3 separate regions of the Capsicum annuum genome follow, and all the other regions are linked to region 1. The links are chromatin contacts, called in public Hi-C maps. All regions are on one chromosome and are shown on one strand. The core of a region is the stretch at or near the end of the contact, and the rest is flanking DNA. Distances in the headings are between cores, read along the strand shown. Region 1 holds the start of LOC107855595. Region 2 holds the start of LOC107855607 (MA3 DOMAIN-CONTAINING TRANSLATION REGULATORY FACTOR 2). Region 3 holds the start of LOC107855597 (probable aquaporin TIP4-3).

What was found. A called contact is a pair of places that touch in the nucleus more often than the background predicts.
Region 2: a contact with region 1 is called in a Hi-C map of bud, with 4 times the contacts expected there. The contact joins the promoter of LOC107855607 here to the promoter of LOC107855595 in region 1. A contact is called at or near these places in 3 of 5 Hi-C or Micro-C datasets (bud, leaf and placenta).
Region 3: a Hi-C map of leaf shows a contact between it and region 1, with 2.2 times the contacts expected there. The contact joins the promoter of LOC107855597 here to the promoter of LOC107855595 in region 1. A contact is called at or near these places in 2 of 5 Hi-C or Micro-C datasets (leaf and placenta).

Annotation. Positions count from the first base shown.
Region 1 is chr4:196,098,117-196,102,044 of UCD10Xv1.1, forward strand. LOC107855595 reads left to right here and starts at 1,895. Exons shown (of 2, transcript XM_016700610.2): 1 at 1,895-2,407. The coding sequence starts at 2,045.
Region 2 is chr4:195,848,033-195,851,960 of UCD10Xv1.1, forward strand. It overlaps LOC107855607 (MA3 DOMAIN-CONTAINING TRANSLATION REGULATORY FACTOR 2), which reads left to right and starts at 2,017. Exons shown (of 5, transcript XM_016700630.2): 1 at 2,017-2,209; 2 at 2,388-2,891; 3 at 3,192-3,286; 4 at 3,532-3,928. The coding sequence starts at 2,639.
Region 3 is chr4:196,231,714-196,235,641 of UCD10Xv1.1, forward strand. LOC107855597 (probable aquaporin TIP4-3) reads right to left here and starts at 1,996. Exons shown (of 3, transcript XM_047410904.1): 1 at 1,820-1,996; 2 at 1,658-1,742; 3 at 530-1,555. The coding sequence starts at 1,908. The coding sequence ends at 752.

The DNA of each region.
Region 1 (3,928 bases), core at 645-3,144:
GATATTGTAGAAAATAATATGTGTGATACTTTTAATTCTTATATCTTAGCTGCTAGACATAAGTCCATAATCACAATGTTAAAGGATATCAGACATAAAATGATGAATAGACATATAGATATGATCAGATTTGCAAAAACATGGATTTCAGATACTGCACCTATGGCAAGAACAATTTTAGAAGATAACAAGAAATATTCAAATAGGTGTAGAGTACTATGGAATGGAGTTAATAATTTTGAAATTGGGGATGGGGGTTACACATTTATTGTTCACTTGGACAAGAGTATTGTATGAAAATGTGTTACTAATTTTTAAACAACTTTTTCTTAGGTAATAATTAATGACTTTGGGGTACGCTACAGTAGAACTATTATGCTCAATGTTGAACTTTTTTTGAACACCTTATTTATTATGTATGCAGTTTATAGCTCAACTTTGAACAATTTTAATATGATATGCTGCTTCTTGCACTTTTTAGCTCAATTTTGAGCCCTTTTAATATGATGTGCTGCTTCTAATATTTTAGTTCATTTTTAGCAATACCTTCAGTAGTTACAAATAGGCTATATGGTTATACCTTCAGTAGTTGCACAACTAGACACAAAGTAATTGACAATGTGATTGTCATACAAAACATGTCAATTCATTCACATTAAACATGTCAAAATGATGCAAACTAACCAAACAACTACTGCAAACTAACTCTTACAAATTCATTACAAACTAAACTAACCAAATAACTACTACAAACTAACGATTACAAATCCATTACAATATCCAATTGCCTATTCAATAGGCAAACTTAACTACAACCTTACTCCATATTAAGGAACCACTTTACAGTAAGAACAATGAGAAAAAGCAGAACAAGTCTATTCAATTTGAGCTTAACACATTCCTTTTCAACTTTAACTTTTTTGAGTTTTTGCCTCACTGCAATCAACTTCTCTTCACTATCTTTTTAATTTCTCACACAAAATGTCTCTCTCTTATTCAACGTCTTTGAGCTTTTGCTTCAATCGATCACACAAATTTTCACCATCTTTGCACCTAATCATTAAGATCGATTCCATCTCAGTATATTGATGCACAAAAATTGAAGGTTTTAGATCAATCCATCTAAATTACCCACATCCATCATTTTTCTAAAATGCAAAAACAGTAGAATAATAAAAAAATCACCAAAAAAATAAAATTAAAATCTGTGAAAATGATAAAAACCTTTGGAACTTTACATCCAAAAAATCTACGACCTGAATTTGATGGAGTCCTTGAAGTTCTTAAAAGACAAAATTCAGAATAGTTCACAAATCGGGTAACTCAACATAATTTTGCGACATTCTTATAAAAAATGAGAGAAAAAATGATTTAAGAGAAATTATGAGATAAATTTGAGAGTGAGATGAGAGAAATTGAGAGAGAATTGAGCTATGGAGGAGAGGAATGAAAGAAAAAATGAAGAAATTAGGTTAAATAAAAAGAGAAAGTAAAGGGGATGACAAAGTAACGTTATTTAACGTTAACTTTTGCCATATGGACTGCATTTTTCCTCCTTATGCGCCCCTCGCGAGTACATAGCACACGGGGTGCCATATAGGCAAAAAAGACCCGATTGAATCAAAATTCGGGTAGGTTAGGGGCCTGATAGGCATAGACTTTAGTTGAAGGGTCTAAATGAATTTTCGGGACAACTTTAAGTACTTGTCGATGACTTAAGCCATTATTTAAGACAAAATTTATATATTAAAGCCTGCTTTAAATGTTAATCAATATTTTAAAATATGTTTTTTAAGTAAATTAAAAAAATACAACTTATAATAGTTTATGTAAAATTTTTTAATAATTAAATTTTAATTTAAAAATTTTAAAACCTAATTTAATTTTAAAAATTAGTCAAATTGTGTGAAATACTTGAAAAAAAAACGAACTCCAAAATCCTTTTAATTAACGCCTCTCCCCTCCCCCCCGTCCCCTCCAACCGTACCCCCACGGTGTTCTTTCCCTTCTTCCTTTCTCGATTATCGCCGGCCACTCAACTCCGATGGGAGAGATCGAAGAAGCATCCACCGGCTCCGACGAGGCATCTCCACTTTTACCGAACCCGAAACCCGACCCGGTTCCTCCAACCCGAACTAAGTCGGTTCGGACCAAGGTACCGGAGGTGAAAGTCCATTTGTATAAGCAAGGGAAAGGTCCGATCGACGAATTTACGTCATCGTTAGGTGGATGGGATCAGGATCAGCTGGAGGTTCGTGATATTCTGGATAAATACGGGTTCAAATCGGTTTATGCATTTAAACCGGATTCGGGTCGAGGTCTTCCTATTAGGTTTAATCCACTTAATGGACGCTCCATTCTTACTTATAGAGATGGATCTGAGATCTATATTGATGGAGAACCTAAGGTACAATGCATAATTAATTAAATGAATTGTTTACAATTTGTACTTTATGTGTTGAGTTATTGTTGAAATTCAGATAGATTTAATATTAACTTAGTATGTAGTAGTTTTGTTCCCCGTTGGGGAGATCCCTGCTCAATCAACTCGGTCACCATTGCGGGTGATTATAAACGCATGAATTGATTAGAATAACTCAGTATTTTAAATTTTAAATTTAAATATTCGAAAACTATATGAAAAAATGCTGTATTAAGTTGCAACCATTCTCATATTAATATGATTAAGAAATACGTTTTAAAATGTTGGTCAAATTCATGTAGTTTAACTTTCGATTTTTGAAAAGCTAAATGTGACAAAGTAAAAAGGAACAGGAACAGATGGAGTAGTGAATGGACTGTTATATAATTTCAGATATTGCATCAGTTGTTATGTAGGGATTGCCAAGATTTTTATGTCCCGTTAATACACAATTCTTATCCCTATTTTATCACATAAATTGATAGGTAAAAATTTGCACATAACTAGTAATGGAAGTGTAATCTAGGGGCAGACATATATGCATTTGCTTGGTGATCCGGCACCCATTAAATCCGATGCAAACTAGGTATAATTATATAAAAAAAGGTATAAAAATTGGTATAAGCTTCTAAAAAACACCCAGGAATCCAGGAAACCAAGAAGATAGACGGGTGCTTTGATTTTCAAGCGGAACCTTAAAGCTTTGGGCGTCAATATGTGTGTTCAAATCTCACAAGCACCCGCGAACCCTAAATCCTGGGTCCGCCACTGGTTTAATATTACAATAGTTATGCAGTGTTCGTTTCCAAAATCAAACTTTCTTTTAGATTCCCAGTGATTAAATTCGTATTGCAGCGGTTTATGTAGCAAACAAAATGTTATATTAGTTATGTAGAATTTGATGTTGGTACCCTTTTTGCTTATGCAGCCTGCTAAACAACCCATAAGTCGCTGACTCTCTTGAACTAGGATAGAGTTTGGCCGTCTTAGAAGATCCATGTATTAAGAGAACTTGTCTCTTTGGACAGAACTGGTTATATTGGATGGAATGACATGGAGGAGATCAAACTTGGAAAAACATATTGTGCTTTTGGGCAAATTGGCGATTGTGTACAGTCATTGTTTTGGCGATTAAGTTTGGAGACAAATATAGTGCTTGGGATGGATGTGTGGACTTACAAGGAGGGATAGGGTTAGAAATGAGATTATCTGGGAGAAGATGAGAGTGGCTTCGGCGGAGGACAAGATACGGAAAGTGAGGTTGCGATGGTTCAGGCATGTGATGAGGAGGGGCACGGATGCTTCAGTATGGAGGTGTGAGAGGTTGACTATAGATGGTTTTAGGCGGGGTAGAGGTAGGCCTAAGAAATATTGGAGGGAGGTGATTAGACTTGACATGGAGCAGTTACAGCTTACAAAGGATATGACCTTTGATAGGAAGGTGTGGAGGACACGAATTAGGGTAGAGGGTTAGTGGGTAGGAGTACGTCTGTGGTGTATTGGTGA
Region 2 (3,928 bases), core at 767-3,266, 250 kb before region 1:
TATTTTGTTTTCAATTAATAATGTAGCTAATTCATTTAATTTTTCTTAAAAATTACTGATTTTAGGTAAGGTTTTATTAACTTTGCTTTTAAAAGATCTCTTCAATTGAAGCAAGAAATTGTTAAAAGTAGTTTTATTAGGTGGGGACAAAAGACTTTGAGAAAAAAAATTGTACGAAGTAAAAATTGTAAGAAGGTTGATTCGGGTTCGAGAGAATAAGACGAAATTAAGTAAAAAGTAATCAAGTTTCTAAAAGATAGTGTAGTATTTGGAGTTCAAAATTTTGACAAGTGATAAGAATCGAACTCTCAAGTTCAGTTGTAAAATCATATTATTCAAAAGCCTTTTCTTGAGTTTGAACCTAGAGGAGTCTTTCTTAAATTATTACTTTGACAAATTATTAGGATTCAAGTTCATGACATGTATTATTTTTTCGGGCTTAGCTCCGCCAGAATTTTTATTTTTACCTTATGTCATGTGAAGCCTCAAAAGCATTTGTACCATGTGGATTTGAATATATGTTAGGATAAAGGCATCGTTTCCACCTCAAACTATATTCGAAAAGTCAAAGTCACATCTAAACTATACTAGTGACCTATTGCATACCTAAACTATAAAAAAGTGAAACTATTTATACCCTGTCAAGCTACCACCACTTGCATGTGGTGTAGTATTTTACACACACTGTCACGTCAGTAAAAAGTATCACTTTTTTATAGTTAAGGTGTGTAATATGTCACTTATATAGCTTAGGTGTGGATTCGACTTTTCAACTATAGTTTGGGGTGAAAATGATGTCTTTTCCCTTAACGTTTTTAGCCGTTTACTTTTGTTATTTAATAGGCTAGACGCACCTAAAATAAGTGTAACACGCGCGCCTTAGAATGAGGGTCGCGGGGAGATAATAATATCACTTTTACATAATTAAGGTGTGTAATAGGTCAATTATATAATTTAGATGTTACTTAGACTTTTCTTGTATAGTATGGGGTGAAAATGATATCTTTTTCCTATATCATATAAAGCTTTTCACTATCCTCTTTCATTTTAATTTGAAATTCACTTATGTGTCATGTGCACCTCATCTTCAGAAGCTTGTCAGCCTAAAAGTTTGTCACACTTGCTTGACTCACCCTCATTTATCTATCTTCTATCAAATGCTTCACACAAGTATTATTTAGAGTTCAAATTCATGGACGGAATCATTGAATTCTAAGCTATAAAACTACAAACTCGAGGAAAGAGTCTTTCAGTTCTTAGTTATAGAACCATGAACTCAAGGAAAGAGTCCTCGAGTTCAAACCAAATAACAATTCATTTCACTCTTCAAATTTTTATAACTTCAAACTTAACAATTGATGCGGTTTCGAGGTTTAAACCTTTATAGTGTGAGAATTTGTTAGAGCTTCAAACCTCGTGAATTTATGGAGTTCGAAAGGTTTTTTCATGTTTAATTTACGGATATTTTTTTACCAACTTATCATAAAGTACCTAGAATTACTCTCAACATCTCATTTTATGTGACATTTTTTGATTTGACACGATATTTAAGAAAAAAAAAACTTCTAAAACTTGTAGTCTAAAATATTCTTAAATATTTATGTGATTATAAATCATTTAATTAAGAATAAAAAAAAAATTTTAAAGCTAAATTATTTCTAAGATAAGGTGACATTTTTTTTTTTTTTGAGACAAACTAAAATTAAAAGTGTGTAACATAATATGCTACTAAGGGAGTAATTACTTTTGAAATGGCATCATACTCCTCATCACTGTCTGAAAAGTGGCTAGTTATCCATTTTTATCTATTCGATTGTACCTGAAAACCTAGTTGGTTGGACGTCAAATATTAGATGGGAAAAAAAACTTTATGATAAAAAAGAAAAAGAAAAGAAAAGTAGAATAATCAAAGTTTTTTCTGTTAGAATGACAGTTATAAGACCGTAACTTCCCGTTTCAAAAGGCGCAACCTCAGTAATCTGTCTATTTCCGCTCCATTAAGTCTTTTTCAGATCTCCTTAATTTGTTGTCTTAACTAATCCCATAATTATTATTTCTAAGCTAAACACACAATTATTATAACCAAAAAAGTTGTATACTACATTAATACTCCAACAATTTGAGGATGTTTTTTTAACTATTGCTAATCCATTTAGTTTTAGTGTGTTTGACACTTGTCTCACTAGGTTCAACTAATCTCCTGCTTCAGGTACATTTGCTATTTCACATGATAAATAATTTTAATTTTAGATGTAATGTATTCGGACTTGTAGCACTATGTTCGAATTATGCATCAATTTGGATTTTAAGAAATAGAATATTACTCGTCATTTCAACAATTTGTATCGATCTCTTGGTTGATCTCCATTTCTTTTACCCTTTTTTAGGTATCTTTGAACGATTAAATTATAATAGACGGATCCAGGTGTAACATCGCAAAACTTTCTGCTGCTTGGAGTTGGAAGAAGTTGATTTAGCAGAAAGCCAGATACTCCTAGCTCGTTATCAGACAATCACTTATTTACAAACTCTACCGTGGGAATATAGTTTTCCTGATATGATATTTCCTATATCCTACTACTACTTGTATTAGTACAAATACTTGAGAATATTTCTGTGGTGAAATTGGTTGTTGAGGATGGATTTTACAGCTGGAAAATTATCAAATGAGCATCAAGAACAACTCCGATCTGCTTCAGAAAGTGCAGATCCATTGTCTGTATCGCCATTAAAGATATCTCCAAGATCACCACGCTCACCAAAATCCCCGAAATCACCAAAGTCTCCTAGGTCTCCCAGTGATCGTCACAACAAGGTTGGCTCAGATAGGGGAAGTCCACTTAAAAATAAAAAAAGTTCACATTCTCCACGAGATGGTCGTCCAAAGAAAGGTAAGTTGAAAATTTCTCAGTTACACATTACATGCATGATAGTTTTCACTTTTCCCGTGACAAGATTATTTAGACCATCGTGTTTACACTATGGTAGAAAATAAGTAACATTGGATCAAATTGAACTTTTCGCGATAGTCCTTTTATTTGAAACCTTATACTTCCAATAAATACTACCATGAATTCAGTCATAGGAACGTAAAGATTGAACCTATCAAGTTTATATTGTAGATCCGCTGCTGTTTTAGTTATTTCTGTCTGTTTTCAACCGACTCTTCACATAACATTTATGATTTACAGGAGGTTCTGGAGGAAAAGGCACTTGGGGTGGATTAATGGATACCGATGATGTCCATGCTATCGATCCCAATGATCCAAACTACACCAGTAGTGAGGTACCTTAGCTATCATTTTCCAAAGTTCCATGAAATTAGTATTTTTGAGAAATAACACATCAAATTGACGAAGAGGAGCCTTGACACAAGTTTCGATATGTAGAAACAGCCTCTTGTAGAAATGCAAGCTAAAGCTGCGTACAATAGACCCTTACGGTCCGGCCCTTCCCTGGACCCTGCATGTAGCAGGAGCTTAGTGCACCGGGCTATAAGTACTGAATTGAGTTAGCCCTTTTCTGTTTCAGGATACTGAGAGAACAAGTACTAAAGATATGGTTGCAGCATTTGAAGAATACAAAAAGAAGGCTATAATATTAGTAGAAGAATATTTTCAGAATGATGATATCACATCCACAGCCAATGAATTAAGAGAATTTGGGATGTCTTGTTATGACTTCTACTTTATTAAAAAATTAGTATCAATGGCTATGGATAGACATGATAAAGAAAAAGAAATGGCAGCTGTTTTATTATCTGCTCTTTATGCTGAAGTTATCAAACCACAACAAGTCTACAAAGGTTTCAGTAAACTCTTGGAATCTGCTGATGATTTCATTGTAGACATACCTGACGCAATCGACATTCTCGCGTTGTTCATTGCAAGAGCAGTAGTTGATGATATACTTCCTCCTGCCTTTTTAG
Region 3 (3,928 bases), core at 746-3,245, 130 kb after region 1:
GAGCAGTAGATCATTTTATGAGATTTGAATGTCATCAGGAGATATATATATATATATATATGCAATATGACATTCATCAAAAGCACCGTATGTATCCATCAATAACTACTACATTTTATTATATTCAATAAAAATCTTTCATAATAGAACAAAAACTTTTTAAAAAATTAATATTACCTACAAACAAAGTAAATATAATGAAAATAACAATTAAGGTTTTGAAAATGGATCCGCCTGACTGAGTAATTATAGCATCTCATACTTCATTGTAAGAAGGAACTTTGGCCAACTGGCTAAATTAATAGTATTGACCGAGTGGTTATTTTTGGTAATAGATGATTAAGTGTGCTATTTTTAGTGTAAAAAATTTAAGTCAATGGACATTTTATTTAATTTTTTCATTTAAATGTTGGTATTTATAAAATGATCATATTTATTTAAAACAATTTAATTTCTAGATCACAAGATCAAGTACAAGTTGATTATAGTTAACTATAAAGACAGACATTTAAAACACCCAGATCTTATAGGATAGAGAAAAAGAGAAACTTGTTGAAACATTGATAGGTTTAAGCTTTTACACAGAGTGGGTAGTGGGGTAGGGAAAATATGATCTGATTTTCTATTTACTTAGTGCTCAAGTCCTATTAGGCTAGGCCTATTACACATTAGTTTATTATCAGCCCATGAATGGACCCACAAAGGAAAGGGAAGCCCAACGCCAATATATCACCATAGGCCTATTATTTCATCATACATCGGACCTAGACAAAGCCCTGACAACTCCAAGAAAATCATGCTTGAATCCATATTCTCCTTGGAAATGCTTTAGTGGAATGATCTTTGTGTACACATAAAAGGCTACACAACCAATAGTAGGTCCAACCCAAAAGATCCAATGTCCATCCCAAAGGTGACCTCCTCTAACAATAGCTGCCCCGAAACACCTAGCCGGATTCATCCCGGCCCCGGCGTAGCCCTTTTTCGCGGTGACCGTGGTCGAGATAAACACTAGAAGACCTAAAACTAGACCAACAATAGACAATACAGTGACATGGCCAAGAGCCTTAGCTTGTCGATGATCATAAGCCATCCAAATTGAAGCAAAGAGAAAAACAAATGTACAAAAGATCTCTAACCACAAGGCTTGGGCCGTCTCTAGGCCCACTGTGATGGGTCCATTTGGGCCCGGTGCAATAACTGTGATGGTGCAACCACCAAGTGAGAAAGTTTGCGCAATAGTAGAGCTAACCACTGCTTTGAGAGCTAGTGCACCTAAAACAGCACCAAGGCATTGTGCCAGGATGTAAATTATGGCTCTTGTCATGGATATAATTCCGACTAGCGCGGCCGAGAAGGAGATAACGGGGTTGATATGGCCTCCGGACACCGGAACAACTGCTAGTAGTAGGATTGTTACAACAACTGCTATGAGAATTGACATGATCAAATTTGGCATTTTCGTGTCACTTTCAAAGGTGGAGATCACTATAGTATCCAACATGAAAACAAGAACCGCTGAGCCTAGGAGTTCCCCCATTGATGCTCGCCATACCTGTATCACACACACAAAAAAAAAGTATCATTTTTTATGCACTCATGGCAATCGTCGAATTATTTATTCTCAAGGCTATTAGTGATGAAATGTATTACTAACATCCAAAGAAAAGAAGTCAGGAATGCCCAGCCTTTGAGACAGTGAGAGAGAAGTTTGCTTCTTTTCCTCATCATCATCAATAGCCCTGCTAATACGAGTACACATAATTAGCTAGGACAAATTAAAGGAAAATAAATCAAACAAGAAATTAGTTTCACTTACTTTTTTGCTGTAGTAGAGTAAGGTTGAACTCTATTAGTCCCACCAGAAAGCTGGCTTTCTTCATCACCTAAAACATTATGAGAAGCCATATTTGGGAGAAACTAAAATAGTTGCGGTTTAGAAGTGTTTAATGCGTTTTCCCTAAAATTGTGTGCATGGATGTGGGTTATAAATACTACTCCAACCTCCACTGCCAACCTATCTTCTTTTGTTACTATTAAATATAAACTATTAAATATATGAAAAGATGAAAGTTCTGTCAACGTGTATATATCAAGCGGTGGGGATCTCTTGGCCAATTTTATTAGAAGAGTCAATTCTTTATTAATTGTTTTTGTTAAGTATTTAATTTGTTATATATGTTACTGCTACTTCTAGATGTAACGATGAGACAGATCTTAGTTAAAGGAGTAGGCCTTTTATGATTAGGAAATAATTTAAAGAGTAGTGAGCTCTACTTTTTCACCCTCTTTATATAGTCCGCAGAATGTAGAAGTATCATTGAAAGGCCTATTCAGGGTAGCGTTTTCTATCAAGAATTTTTTCATAAGTCTTATTCGAGGTAGTGTTTCCTACCAAGAATTTTTTCGAACTCGGGGTTCGAATCTGAAACTGGTTAAGAAAGGAGTCTCATTCACTACACCACATCCGTTGATGATAAGAAAGATAGTCCATATCTCTCTCGTCCAATTTAATTGTGTTGTACTTGTTAAAAATAATTGATTCAAAATACTCTCTGTTTTTACCTTTTTAATATATCAAAAATTAAGTTCACTTTTTTAGAAAATCAAGAAATAATTTATCTATTAATTTTGTAATTATTCTTAAATTAGCTATAGTTATTTCTCGATACATTTTCAAACATTTAATTTATTATATTCAAAGAGTGGTTTAGTAAAACTGTCATTCTATTTTTGTTGTGTAGAAGCTATGTCAAGTCAATACTGAACAGGTAAAAATAAATAGAAAAAATGTAGTCGGCATCTTAAAAGTTCAAGACATAATTAATTTTTAATATTTGACAAGCATTCAATAACTTTCTTAAAGGGTGTGTCACACTCCAAACATTTATTTATTTTGAATTAGAGAAATTACTATCTTTTACTTGAATATTTTAAAGCTATAATTATTTTGAGATAAATTGAGATGATGAAAGTATTATGCAAAGATGATTGATGTTGCGGATCAGAGGAAAGATTTTTCTCTGTGTAATAAGAGATGATTTCCACATGTTAGATTAGTATCAATAAATTTAAAAGTAAAGATATTATGGTTATTTTGTAAGATAAAGTCGATGAGTGTGATTATCATTTTTGCTTTCTTATTTAGACTTTAATTACAAGTTAATTAAAAAATTTCATCCTTACCCAATTATGCCCTATATTGACGTCAATTGTGGTGGGTAGGGTGTACAGATCAAACCGTCAAGTCAAATCAAATTGAAGAACCAAATCAAACCGAGAAAAAAAACTGACTTATGGTTTGGTTTGGTTGGTTTGGCGTTTGAAAAAAAAAATGACCATTCTTGGTTTGGTTTGGTATTAACCAAAAAAAAGTCAAACCAAACCAAAATCAAACCGACATAATATATATATGTATGTATGTATGTGTGTGTATATATATATGTGTGTGTATATATGTGTGTGTGTATACTAGTTTAGTCGCACGTGCCTCGTACGTGTAACATTTGATTATTTAAAATTAAATAATTTTATCTATTGCGGGGATTTTTAATAAAGTGTAAAAGTGCAAATTACTTTTAAAAAATCTTTCACACTTTAATGCAATAATGTAAATATAAATATATACACATATTTGTCTTCCAATTCCAAATGGTTGATGGTATCACTTTTACATTTGTATACCTTTTTCCCTTGTTGCCACATGATAAGAGAGACGCATCAATTTAAACTTTACAAATATAATTGTTCCTTATTTTAAAAGTCAAATCTTTACAAATTTGTTGATTACATTCTATTATGTACTTAAAATATTTAAAAATCTAAAACTTCTTAATTTTTTCTTATTCTAATAGTGTTATATTTATTTTTAGATTTTTCAAATTTTTTTAAAATCAAATTTAGCTCATTTAGAATTCTTAAACTAATA